Linked DNA regions of Danio rerio: region 2 is linked to region 1. A link is a contact called in public Hi-C data. All regions are on one chromosome and are shown on one strand. Each heading gives the region's core, a stretch centred on a gene start, on an enhancer-like site or on the middle of the called end of the contact. The rest is flanking DNA. Distances are from core to core; before and after follow the strand shown.

Region 1 (6,685 bases), core at 1,641-4,140:
TTGGTGGGGAAATCCCTAGAGCGCATGCATTGAACAAACTGTTTTTGCACTTTCAAAAACATAAAGTACTAAATAATATAAAATAATGATGTAATAGTATAAATAACAATTAATGAATCAAGTTCCATGCTGCAAAATTTACATTATTTTACTGCAGTCTGCCTTTGAGGATCAAAATCAGTTTTATTACCAAGTGTGCTTCACTCACACAAGCAATTTGTTTTGAATACAGAAGCTTCCATGAAGTGACAACACAAAATACATATGAAAAAAAGAGGATAAACATTAAACAGAGATGCAGTTAGTCAAAAAGATCTAAATATTAAGTCGTAAGCACAGATTTATTATATATGTACAGGTTATAAGGTGCTATGTAATAAAGCGTATGAGAAAGTATTGGTTTGTATATTTCTATAAGGTGCTGCATACAAGATGCTTATAAGAAAGTATTGCACATGTTTATTGCACAGTAGGGGAATATTTAACTGTATTTTTATTTTTTATTTTTACTAACATTTATTTTAAGTAACATTAAAAAATAGTTTTAATGTTTTAAACTGAACTACACTCACCTTCTTAAGATTACTGTATATACTTAAAAATATATAAATGCAATAAAATATATGCAATCATTATGCAAAATTTATAAAGCTATTTATTCTGTTTTGTTGTTATATAAGGGATCAACCCGCATTGCAATGATAACTTTGGATTCTCGTCCTGAAGTTATCTTCATCTGCTGCCAGGACAGCTGAAGCTGGTTTAAAGTGAACACTCTATCTGTCCCTCTTCAGGTCTGGCCCTCCGTCCCGCAGTGAGCTCTCAGGGCTGATTAGGGCTCCTCAGAGGCTCTGTCTGCCTGCCCACTGTCAGTCTAATTGCAGCGAGTGTAGCCGGATCCCCGGGGAGCGCTGGTGTGAAATCCAGATATGATATGTACTATTAACTAAACTGCAAAAATCCCCACGCACACATGCTGCCTGAGCTCAGCCTGTGCAACAGAGACCGCTGCCTCTCTAGTACACTATGAGCAAGAAAGGAAACAACATTAAGGAGAGTGATAGGCCAGTATATTAGCTGGTATTTGGCCATTTTGAGATCAATATTGAAAAAAATTAACATGCTTGCATTGCTGATTAACAGATTTCTGATTTGTATGTCATTGATGTATAACCCCTTATAATACCTTCTGGTTTCTTTTGCCCCTAAAATAATATGTAAAAAGACCAATTTTGTTACAGATCTGATAAATATTTATCTTTTTTAAAGATATAACAACTTAAATACACACACAAACATACACAGACAGAGATGTGGTGGATATTCTAATTATTAGCAAGACTCTATATATATATATATATATTAGTCTGTGTTTCCCTCTTGTTGTGGATTATTAATTTGTTGCTTCTATGATGTCGGTGTGTTTCATGACCTTGTTTTGCTTTGTCTTAGTTTTGTTAATCTTCATTTCATTAAATCTTCGTTATGTGCTGCGTTTGGATCCACACTTTGTTTCTTCTTCACGCCGAGCCTTAACAACATCTTTAGTATCCCCCCGTTTCACATATATTTTTGGGAACAATATTTATGCTAAACTTATGTAAGAAAATTAATCTGTTACTTTTTGAAACGAATGTTTATTTTATTTAATAAATCCTGACAGTTTTTTTTAAATAATTTTATATTTAATTTTATATAATATATAATTTTATTAATAATTTTTTTTCAATAATTAAAATGAAAAGGACTTTTAAACTTAATTCCAGCAGGATATTGACAATTCTTATATATTACATACTGCAATCAAAAATCTGCAGGGTTGTTTAAACCCAACGCTGAGTCAAAAAAAAAAAAATCAACAAACCCATTGGGTTAAATCAAACAATTCAATTTAAATAAACTTTTACTTCTCAACCCATTATATTTTAAGCAAATATTCATTAAATGATTTATATATATAAATTCTTTGCAACAGTTTTGGCATTTTGGTGGTGTTGTTAAATCAGACAACAAACAAACAAACAAACAAATAAATAAATAAATAAATAAAATGGGTTTAAAATGAATAAAATGGAAAAAAAAAGCATGGTAACAATGCAGCATGGTAACAAAGGTGATATTGTTTCAGTATTGAAAAGTTGCTGATCAGACATTAAATGGTTTTAAGTTGATAAAAACATTTAGTTATGACTTTTTTTTAATCCACATGGACTCAAATACAATGTTAAATCTAATAAGCTAAGGTAACTCAAACCATTTAAGGAAACCAATTTCAACAAACCTTTTAAGTTTAAAAACTAATCCTAATGAGTACTGTGAACTTAATCTATTTTTCTTATAAACAAAGCAATTTGAGCACAGTAAAATCCAATAAATTAAGAGAACTCAAACCAACTGAGTATTGTAAAACCCAATAAGTTAAGGTAAATCAAACAGTTTGAGGAAACCGATTTCTACAAGCCATTTGAGTAAAAAAAAAAAAAAAAACTAATCTTTATGAGTACTGTAAACTTACATCATTTAAGTTGAAGTAATGATTTAATTAACTCAGAGTTCAAAAAAGAGTTCAAAACTCTTTTCATTAACTATCAGACAATTTTAAGTTAACTACACTTATTTCATTTGATCACGCTGACTGTTGGGTTTTACAGTGTATGAGAATAATATCCAAATGTTAAATCCACCACAAGATTCAAGTGTGGTGTCCCTCTTGTTTTCTCTCTCCCTGTTTCCCTCTTTCTGCACTAAATCAGGACAGATTTGAAGATAACTCTGGTTGCATTCCTTGTGTGCCTGCTTTCTCTGGGTTTCCTCTGCAGGCAGATCTTTTCCTCAGTGTATCCGTCTTCCCCTTAAATCTCCCCCATGTTTTCAGTAAGTAAAGCAGAGAGCGCCCTCTGTCCTCAGCTGCAGGAACAACTCTCACGCCAAACCATTGTCCTCCTCACACCAGAACATCTGCCAGCATGAGATCATTTTATAAACTCTGAGAAGCAAAAAAGACGAATGACAAAGGAATTAATCTTGCTCAAGGTATCTGTCCTGACAGTAACGGCAATCAGAAACAATTCAAGGCCCTCCGTCCTGACAGATCCCGAAATCAATTCCCTTGACAGTGAGTTATCACCCTGAAGTCTGGTGTGCATGAAACACTCCTTGCGGGAGCATGATTGACAGCAGCATCTCTATCTTTCCCATGCTGAATAGGACGATAGATAGAGAGAGAGAGCGCAGGAGATAATGGTGATAATTTCAAGGAGAATGAAGGATTTGGCATATTTCGAGGAGAGAGAATGAAAACAATCAGATGAAATGCAAGGAGTACAACTTGGCTTGCTGAAAAATAGAGATTTGGTGATGTTAGATGGTTTTAGCTGATGTGGCCAGTCTCCATGAGGCACACTGAATGTGGATGTAGCTGTTTTCCCACAAGCTGACAAGTGACCAAAATCAGTCATAAATCAGCAAGACGGACTTAACAAAGCAACATACAGATGCAGATAAGAAGGAAAAAGTACAAATTATATAGTAATTTTACATTAAATGTATGTTTGGACTTGAAGAACCACTCTCTTACAATAATACTCTTCAACTAAACCATATTGCATCTAATCAGCAGCTTCATGTGTTCATATTAAATTATCATGTGCCTTTATTTACCTTTATCTAATTAATATGTACCTTTACCTTAATATGTATCTTTTTACCATGCATTATATTTTTATCTACTGTCTTTCACCGTGATATCACTGATTCTCTATAAAATATTAGTTTCTTCTACGCTATATAAGCCCAAACTTACTCTAATAAACTTCAAACAGTTAAATAAATTACATTTTTGGGTGAAAATAAACACATATTTGCTTCTATAACACACACAAAAAAAATGCTTTTTAAAACGTTTATCCATGTTTTCTGAGTAAAAACAGACCTGAATGCATTACAAGGGTGAGTACTTTTTCCAGTGAACTCTAATCTCTAAATCCAACATCTAAAAGTCTCATAAACGCCAAACAACACCGACAGCTGAAGTGAAATCTGTTCAGGATGCAGTCTACTTGTTTACATGCACCATCCAACACAACATAATGTGGTAATGAGGTAAATATGCGCAGAAATGATAAATCTGAAGGATTTGCTCTCTAGTCATGAGTCATTCGGCAGCAGACGCCTCTCTGGGTGTTAAAGCCCTTCACGCCGGGGATCAATAAAAGAGCTTACACTTCCTCTACTCATTTCCATCGTCCTTCCATCCTTCAAGTAAACAATGATACACAGCCTGATCTGAGCAAAGATCTATGGGACGCGGTGACAAAGAGGAAAAAGCCCTCCGATCAATACTGCTTTTCATCTCGCTAATAATTTCATCTTTTGTCTGACATCTTGGCTCCGGCAAAGAGAGAGTTGTGTTACACGTTCGCTTCTCATGCATTCCAGCTTTTTAGAAATCAACCCTCTGTGTGTATTTTCCTACAGGCAGTGAGGGGTGCAGTGGCACAAAGCTCCCATAGAGGGGCGATATTTCCCACCACATATGACTTGTGTCCATCTTCCTCTCCGCCATCATTCACTTCTTGAAAAGTGAAAAGTTGCAGTTTCCACACAAACACACTCATATATGGAGACACAAACTGCCATGTCACATAAACAATGGCACACACAGGCGCAAACTTTGCCAACTTTCCTCTCACACGAATCTGACAAACACCAGGCTATAACTGGCATGCATAGCACAGCACTGTCCTTTCTCTCTCTTGCTCTCTCTCACTCTAATGCACGCACACAAAGAGAAAGAGAGAGATAAACTTTGAGTTTGAGGTCTCATTCAATAAAAGGATGAAATTTATTCATTTAAATAAAAAGACAATAACATTCATTAAACAGTATTTGGTAATCTTTTAGAATAATAGTCCATTAGTTCATGTATTTACTAACATCACAAATGAATACCATTGTAAAGCATTCATTAATCATAGTTCAGCATTTACTAATGCATTATTAAAATCCAGAGTTGTGCTTGTTACATTAGTTAATCAGGCCCGTTGCCCGTAGGGGGGGCCCTATATGAGGTAATTTGTCCCATTTTTGACAGTATCCCATCCTAAATTGTGAAAATAACCAGTAGAAGAAGGTTTTAAAAAGAATAACTGAAATTACTTTATTTTGATGCTCCCTTTAACAGATTTTGTTGAACTTAAGTTACATTGCATCTACATGCCAACTAATTCTCAATATGAGAAGGCTGTTAGGTTGGGGTTAGGGTTAGTGTAAGTTGACATGTACTTGCAAAGTTTCTTATAGTCAGTTAAATGTCTGTTGAAAGAGCAGAATCAGCAGATTATTAAGCAGACAGTCTACTAATACTCAAATGAGAAGTAATTGGCATGTAGTTGCAATGCAACCATCAAAGTAAAGTCTTACCGAATAACCAATAAAATAACCACTAAAAGAAGTCTTTTATTATTTAAATGGACAAATTCTGCCTGTTTTCCCAGAGATGGGTTGCGGCTGGAAGGGCATCCGCTGTGTAAAAGCGTGCTGGATAAGTTGGCGGTTCATTCCGCTGTGGCAACCCCAGATTAATAAAGCGACTAAGATGAAAAGAAAATGAATGAATGAATGAATTTTGCCTGAGCAATGAGTTGGCCAGTTTGTTATTTGCCTATAGGCTACAGTTACATTTTTTGTTTGTTTGTTTGTTTGTGTGTTAGTTTGTTTGTTTGTTTTCTATCATGAATGATAATAAATTAGCAATTAAAAAATACATATTTTCATATTTAAAAAAATTCTAATCTCATTAAATAATATATAAAGGCACATCTGTAAATAAACATACATCTTTGTAAACAAAAAATATATATATTATAATAAGCACTTTGACAAAAATGGAGGAAGTATTTTTGTCGCATTAAAAAGTGTGGTAATGATAGCAAGCTAGTTCAGCGCAAATTAGTGCTTAAAATGTCACTAAAATGCAGTATTTAAACCTTGAATAACTGTAAATAGGTCCACTTTTTGAGAAAAAAGAACCACTCCTTTTAATAGGCTGGCTACGGGCCTGCCAAAACACTGCGAGTTAACAAACTAACATGACATTAACATTAATGAAGACATATCAAATGCATTACTATTCATTTGTTCATGTTAGCTAGCTCTCTGCAACCCTCACATGATCATTACTTGGATGGGAGACCACATCAGAAAGCTAGGTTGCTGCCGGAAAGTGATGGTAGTGAGACTTTCAGGAGGCGCTCAACCTGTGGTCTGTATGGGTCATAAAGCCCCAGTATAATGAAGGGGATTCTATCCTGTCTTTCTGGTGAGGCGTTAAACCGAGGTCGTCCCAGGATGTCCTTGAAAAAGAGTAGGGGCTTAACCCCGGTTTTAACATCCTCTGTCCATCACCATATCATAATTGGCTTCATCGTCTCCTCTTCACTAATCGTGTCATCCAGGTGGCTGCTACACAATGGTGGTGGATGAGGGGATTCCCCCCAATGTGTAAAGCACTTTGAGTGTCTAGAAAAGCGCTGTATAAATGTAAGGAATTATTTTTATTATTATCCGTTGATACATTAAATTACATTAACTAATGGACCATTATTTTAAAGGGTTACCGAGTATTTCAGACAAAATAAGAGAGAGAGAGAGAGAGAGAGAGAGAGAGAGAGAGAGAAATAGAAAG
Region 2 (6,447 bases), core at 1,683-4,182, 56 kb before region 1:
GCTCTGCCGTTGTATGTAATAGAGTGAATTAATGCCCGCCTACTCATTCTGCAAGTATTTTTTACATACATTCACAACGCCCCCAACCCCCCTCAGTATCTCTTTGGTCCAATCCATGAACCAAAAACAATGAGCTATGAGCTTTACTTAAAGTAAAGTAGTTCATAAGTATGAAAACTAAAAGAAAAAAGTATTGGCTTTGATTAGACATGGAACGATAACTGTTTTCAAGGTATACCACGGTTTGCAAAAGTCAAGGTTTTAAATACGGCAACATTTTTTGTAATACCGTTCCCAAGGCATGTGTAAGATTTTTTATTTACATTTTTTTTTTTTTGTTTCTTAGGACAACAGTATCTCCAGCAGAAAATATATCCAAAAATGCTGTGATTTAGTGATTCATTTGAATTATTTAGCCTGTCATGTTAAGATATTTTAAATCTTTCAGAAAATAAAATATATTATTTTCAAAGAAAATTTTTCTTACCCAGACATTTAAAAAGAATACATTTTAGAGCAGTGAGCACAATACTGTGATACTGTGAAACCGTGATATTTTTGTTCAAGGTTATCATACCGTCAGAATCCTTTACCGGCCCATGACTAGCTTTGATAAGGTGAAAGAACAATACCATAAAACACTGCAAATAATATAAGCGAATTAAAAATGAACCTACTGTTCATATATATACCTTTATATTAATTCAAAGTATACTTTTCAACTCAGGCTTATTCTAAAAAACGCTATATACATTTCTGGAGAGCGCCAAATACATCCCAGAAGTTACGTTTTTTTTGCAGTTTATCACGAATCCACCAGAGACCGCTGTGTACACTTTTTAGATCTAAAATTTCTCTCGTGGGCGCCTGCTGTTCTCACGTAAATCCACCAGAGGCCGATGTCGACTGACTGAATGACTGACTGACTGACAGACCCTCCTTCCCTAAACCCAACCAATAGTGTTTTTAAAAGCACTGATTGACCCGCCCACCCAAAAAAGAGAAGTCCTCACCTGATTTTTTCCACGTTTTCAGATTTTACCACATTCTCACCTTGTTATTTAGTTATTTATTTTATTATTTGTCTTTTATTTTTGTTTTACTCACTTTCTGGAACCATTATTCACAAGACTTGAACCCTATCATCATGGTCAACACATATCTGCGCCTCAAGTCCGCCGTCAAGCCACTGGAAAAACTCTTGTTGTGAGGCGACAGTTCTACCCACTGTGTCACCGTGCCGTCTGATTTAAAAATTTATTTGGCTTAAATAATATGAACCTGTAAATATATCACACAATAAGACTTAAAATATATATTAAGGCAACTAACGTCCATTTGAATTCAAGTGAACTGAATGAGGCTCTTCAAAAATAGTGTCAGATATTTTATGCTTTACACAATTATAACCGGACTGAGTGAGAACAAAAAGAGGAGGATAGAGAAAAGTGACATTTATTGAAGAGAAAGAGAGAGCGAGAGAGCAAGAGAGAGAGAGAGAGAGAGAGAGAGAGAGAGAGAGAGAGAGAGAGAGAGAGAGATGTGGTGAGGTAGAGAGAAGGTTCGAGACAGACAGAGAGCCGGAGCGGGGAGGGTTGGACTTGTGCTGTCAGTTGTGCTGTGCTGCATTTTCTTTTGTAAACACAAACGTGTGTGTGCTGCTTTTCTTCCTTCTTTCTGCTACACTCCAGTACCTTCTGCAAATGCTCCCGTCATATCAGCTAACAATGCCAATGAGCCCACAGAGGGGGGCCTGGGGCCCAAAGACGGGGAAATATGCAAAAGGTGGAATAAAAACTACCTTACGTAAGACTGACAGGGCAAAAAGGCTCGCCGTTTCTGCCAGCTTCATAGAGCTTAACATTGTGTGCTTTCTGTTAGGGTTAGGAGAAATGTTTATTTTAAAAGACGTGAACTGCAGTATGAGTACAGTTTCTGACATATTATAACAGATTAACTAATGATAATAATCCAACAGGCTTCAGAAATGTACAAAGCATGTAGCTGATGTTTTTAAGAATTAAGAAATGGCAAGATCAATGCAAAAAAGAGAGTGTAGATATAAATAAGAGAATGATTTAATTAAATATAAAACTAAAGTAAATTTAAATAGGTAACCCAAAAATAAAATATCAATGTTGTGTAATGATCTGTGTTATGTTGGATGTATTTTTTAATTGTTATTAAACATTTCTCAACAAGCCTTTTTTATTGTCTGTTTGTTTTAGTTTTTTTACACACATTAAATAATATTTACATAGTTAGAGAAAATGTCATTCTAATAATAGCTTTACTAAATAAATAACTTTAAATAAATAAACTTGTAATAAAAACAACACAAATACTCCATCTGACACGGACGCTGAAGGGTTAAGGGTAAAGTGAACTGAATTGTAAGAAGTTGGTTTCCAGGGGAACTATTCTTACTGTTCCAGCTGAGTTGGACCAAACCACTTTGCTTTCAAAAAGGGGGGCTGTGAAAATACACAACACTCATTTCTTTCAGAACAGTTTAGAATAAATCAGATCACAGGCTAAGATAAAATCTACACATATAACATGAACGGCTGTATTAGTTCCATACTTTTTCTAAACATTATCCCTTGTTCCACTGGGTTTAAATAAGCGCGTCTCCCCCGCAGCCGCTCTGTGCTGGCGGCCCTGCCAAGTCAGTTTGAAAAGATCAGACAAAGGCAGCAGGAAGCCCCTCGGCTTGGCAATGAGTGCGAGCGGAGCACAAACGCGAAACGAAACCTCACTCTTTTATCTGATAGCGGACTGAATTTATTTTCTCCCGAGGTTTGTGGCAGTTTTAGACATCTTTTGAAAATGTACGACCGTCTGGATCCCCGGGTCGAGCGAAGACTATTATCAAAGCGCCAAACGGGCAGCAGCGCTGCCTGACCGCCCGCTCGCTGTCGGTCTGAATCGGATCAAGCGTCTTTTGGGGGCATTTTTTTGCATTTGAATCTTTCCTGCGCCACTGAAAGGATCACCCGGGACGGAGAGTTGCCGATTTGCACACTTAAATGTAAAGAGAAAAGCTTGGGGAGCTTTCTGAAAGCCCTTTTTTTTCCTCCGGAGGGGACTACGAGCCGCGACGGTGACCGTTGGTGGGGGTTTGCCGCCGTTTGTTTTCTTGAGCGCGTGTGGAAGATGGAGACGCACATCTCGTGTCTCTTCCCGGAGATTTTAGCCATGATTTTCAGCTACTTGGACGTGAGGGACAAAGGCAGGGTGGCCCAAGTGTGCACAGCGTGGAGGGACGCGTCCTACCACAAGTCCGTGTGGAGGGGGGTGGAAGCCAAGCTGCATCTGAGACGGGCGAACCCGTCTCTGTTCCCCAGCCTCCAGGCGCGAGGCATCCGGCGCGTGCAGATCCTCAGCCTGCGGCGCAGCCTCAGCTACGTGATCCAGGGGATGCCCAACATCGAGAGCTTGAATCTGAGCGGCTGCTACAACTTAACGGATAACGGCCTGGGGCACGCGTTCGTGCAAGAGATCCCTTCCCTGAGGGTGCTCAATCTGAGCCTTTGCAAGCAGATCACGGATTCGAGTTTGGGCAGAATAGCGCAGTATCTCAAAAACTTGGAGGTGCTTGAACTGGGTGGCTGCAGTAACATCACGAACACGGGCTTGTTGCTCATCGCGTGGGGTTTGCACAGACTCAAAAGTCTTAATCTGCGGAGCTGCCGGCATGTGTCGGACGTGGGCATCGGGCACCTAGCCGGCATGACCCGGAGCGCGGCGGAGGGCTGCCTCAGCCTGGAATACCTGACCTTGCAGGACTGCCAGAAGTTGACGGACTTGTCCCTTAAGCACATTTCAAAAGGCCTGACCAAGCTGAAAGTGCTCAACCTGAGTTTCTGTGGTGGCATCTCGGACGCTGGCATGATCCACCTCTCTCACATGACGAGCCTGTGGAGCCTTAATCTGCGTTCGTGCGACAACATCAGCGACACGGGCATCATGCACCTCGCCATGGGCACGCTGAGACTCTCCGGACTCGACGTGTCGTTTTGCGACAAGATAGGCGACCAGAGCCTGGCTTATATCGCGCAGGGCCTGTACCAGCTCAAGTCGCTGTCGCTGTGCTCGTGCCACATCAGCGACGATGGCATCAACAGGATGGTGCGCCAAATGCACGAGCTGAGGACGCTGAACATCGGCCAGTGCGTGCGGATTACAGACAAAGGACTGGAGCTGATCGCAGACCACTTGACGCAACTGACCGGCATCGATCTGTATGGATGTACGAAAATCACTAAGAGGGGACTGGAGAGGATCACGCAGCTCCCCTGCCTTAAAGTTTTGAACCTGGGCCTTTGGCAGATGACTGAAAGTGAGAAAGTGAGGTGAAACTTGGGGGGTTTCTGGAGGGAGGGAGGGACGGAGGAGAAGGAGGGCGGGAGGGGGATGGGTGGATTTCAATAGAGCAAAGTACATAAAAAGAGGCTTAAATGCTGAATGTGATACATGTGTCAGTTATTGCTATTAACACACACACACACACACACAAAAGTTGTTTTTGTTAACAAAACGCAATATTAAACCTCCCCCTCCCCGACTATCGCGATATTTTGGCTACTACCTCGTTAGATGTATTATAATGTTATTCTTAAAAAGAATGAGAATTTGTGCCTAGAAAAACAATCCCCTCCCCCTTTATCTCGTCTTTGGCTTAAGGAAAGCAAAAAGACTGAAAGAAAGGATGGGTTCAGACTACCTTTTTATTTCCCTTCCTTCATATAGCCAACAGAAGGACTTTCAAACAAGTCTATGGGTAGTTGACATCACATTTCAAGCAGATGTGACAGTTGTTCACCTTAAGACGTTTTAGTTCTTCATTATTAAACATGCCATTTCTTTGTGATCCTAAATTAGCCGAGAGACTACATGCAATACTTGCATTAAAATGCATCACATGACCATTAAAAGTGAAGTAGATTAAAAAAAAAATAAATGAGGACTAAAATCTCGAATGAAGAAAATTCCATGAACATTTGTCAACTACCCTTATGCAAATACTGGGTTTGTACACTAAAGCTTTTATATTTCCAATCTCTTAGTTTGTGCTCAATTTTACAGGCCTGAAAGCCTTTAATTCCTGCTTTGAATAAGAGGTTCCCTCTGCTGATGTATTTATGCTTATGTAAGCAGATATTAATTAATGGCTGTTATTCAGAGCGTTGTACTTCAAATTGAAGTGAATTTTTGTCCCTGAAAAAAAACAACAACAACAACCCTGTTTGCAATTAACTGACACCTTGTTTGCCTCTTCACAGGGCTGAAACAGGGCGCATCGTGTTATAAAACAATCTGTCTGTTTTAAATACATGGATATTCAACTTTACATAGAAGAAACATGGTGAAAACGAGGGTAACACGCAAAAATGCATGTCAGGCCTATATATGTACCATGATGTATCGACCTGCAACATGTATTGAGTCCTGCTGAGAAGCTACTGTGTTCTAATGTACTGTAAATGTATTTGTAAAAAGAATCCCAAATTAAAATGTTTTATATTCTTACAGTAAAAACATTAAAGTTGATATTTATATAAATAAAAGAGCCGATTGAATTTCATTATGGGGGAAAACGGGTTGTGATTTTTCCTATCGATCATGCATTCTGTATTAATTCATGCTTTTTTGATGTTAGTTTTCGGAGATAATCTTGCAGTAACAGGGTTAGGGGTTTATTTTGCTGTAAAACGAGCATTTTAGAGGACGACAGAAGTGATATTCGCGTGCATTATTTATCAAGTGCAACAAAATGGATGCTTCCTTTAATTGTGCTAGTGAGGGTGTTAAAACAGCAATGCTGCTCTCACAGTTTCAGTCATGCAATCTATTAACACACGTCAACTTAGTGGACACCACAAATATGATCCTGTTCTTAACAGTTGCCATTGTTTCCTTAAGTTAAGAAGCCAGGTTTAAGATTTTTTTCTTCTTCTCCTTGCTCAGTCACGCATACCAGATCTGAGAGACGGGGTTTGTCCCACGGGAGTCTTCCTCCCCCTTAAGAAAAAAAAAAAACCCTTCAGCCCACCCCCCTTTCCTCAAACAGACACTTTTAAACATTCCTCACCATCATTCAAAGCATTTAAGCTTTAGTCTTTGCTCCCCTCCACCGTCCAGAGGGGTGGAGGATTTAAACGGGGGCGCTTGATGAGAGAGCAAGAGAGAATTTAAGCCCTTCTGAAGGTTACCGCCATCTCCCTCACTAACTTTGCTGAGTTCATAGATTTTTTTTTCTCCTTTACTTCCCTCAAGCTACATTTTTTTGTTGCGTTTATGCAACTGGAGATGTTTGTCGGATCTATATAAATATATAAAACAATACAAAAAACACTTTACAGCATAACAGGAGAACTATGAAACGTTTACACCAGTGAGAAATCTCACACCACTCATTCTTTATATATATAAAAAAGTGAAAAC

Evidence for each region. Hi-C and Micro-C count contacts between places; a contact is called where the count stands out from the background.
Region 2: a contact with region 1 is called in a Hi-C map of skeletal muscle, with 1.8 times the contacts expected there. The contact joins the promoter of fbxl14b here to the enhancer-like site in region 1. A contact is called at or near these places in 4 of 18 Hi-C or Micro-C datasets (embryo and skeletal muscle) and 3 of 4 datasets of contacts at active chromatin or transcription factors (caudal fin, embryo and gastrula embryo).

The regions. Positions count from the first base shown.
Region 1 is chr4:9,051,271-9,057,955 of GRCz12tu, reverse strand. The region is part of intron 1 of wnt5b (wingless-type MMTV integration site family, member 5b); the gene reads right to left. Among named protein-coding and RNA genes, the nearest start is that of wnt5b, 23 kb to the right of the region's middle. Within about 2 kb of position 2,890, at least 22 of the 62 cell types and tissues checked have an H3K27ac peak or open chromatin away from gene starts, as enhancers often do. A contact at or near this core is called in skeletal muscle, where this site is marked.
Region 2 is chr4:9,107,537-9,113,983 of GRCz12tu, reverse strand. It overlaps fbxl14b (F-box and leucine-rich repeat protein 14b), which reads left to right and starts at 2,932. Exons shown (of 1, transcript NM_001015043.2): 1 at 2,932-4,401. The coding sequence starts at 3,157. The coding sequence ends at 4,359. All of the region lies in intron 3 of wnt5b (wingless-type MMTV integration site family, member 5b), which reads right to left.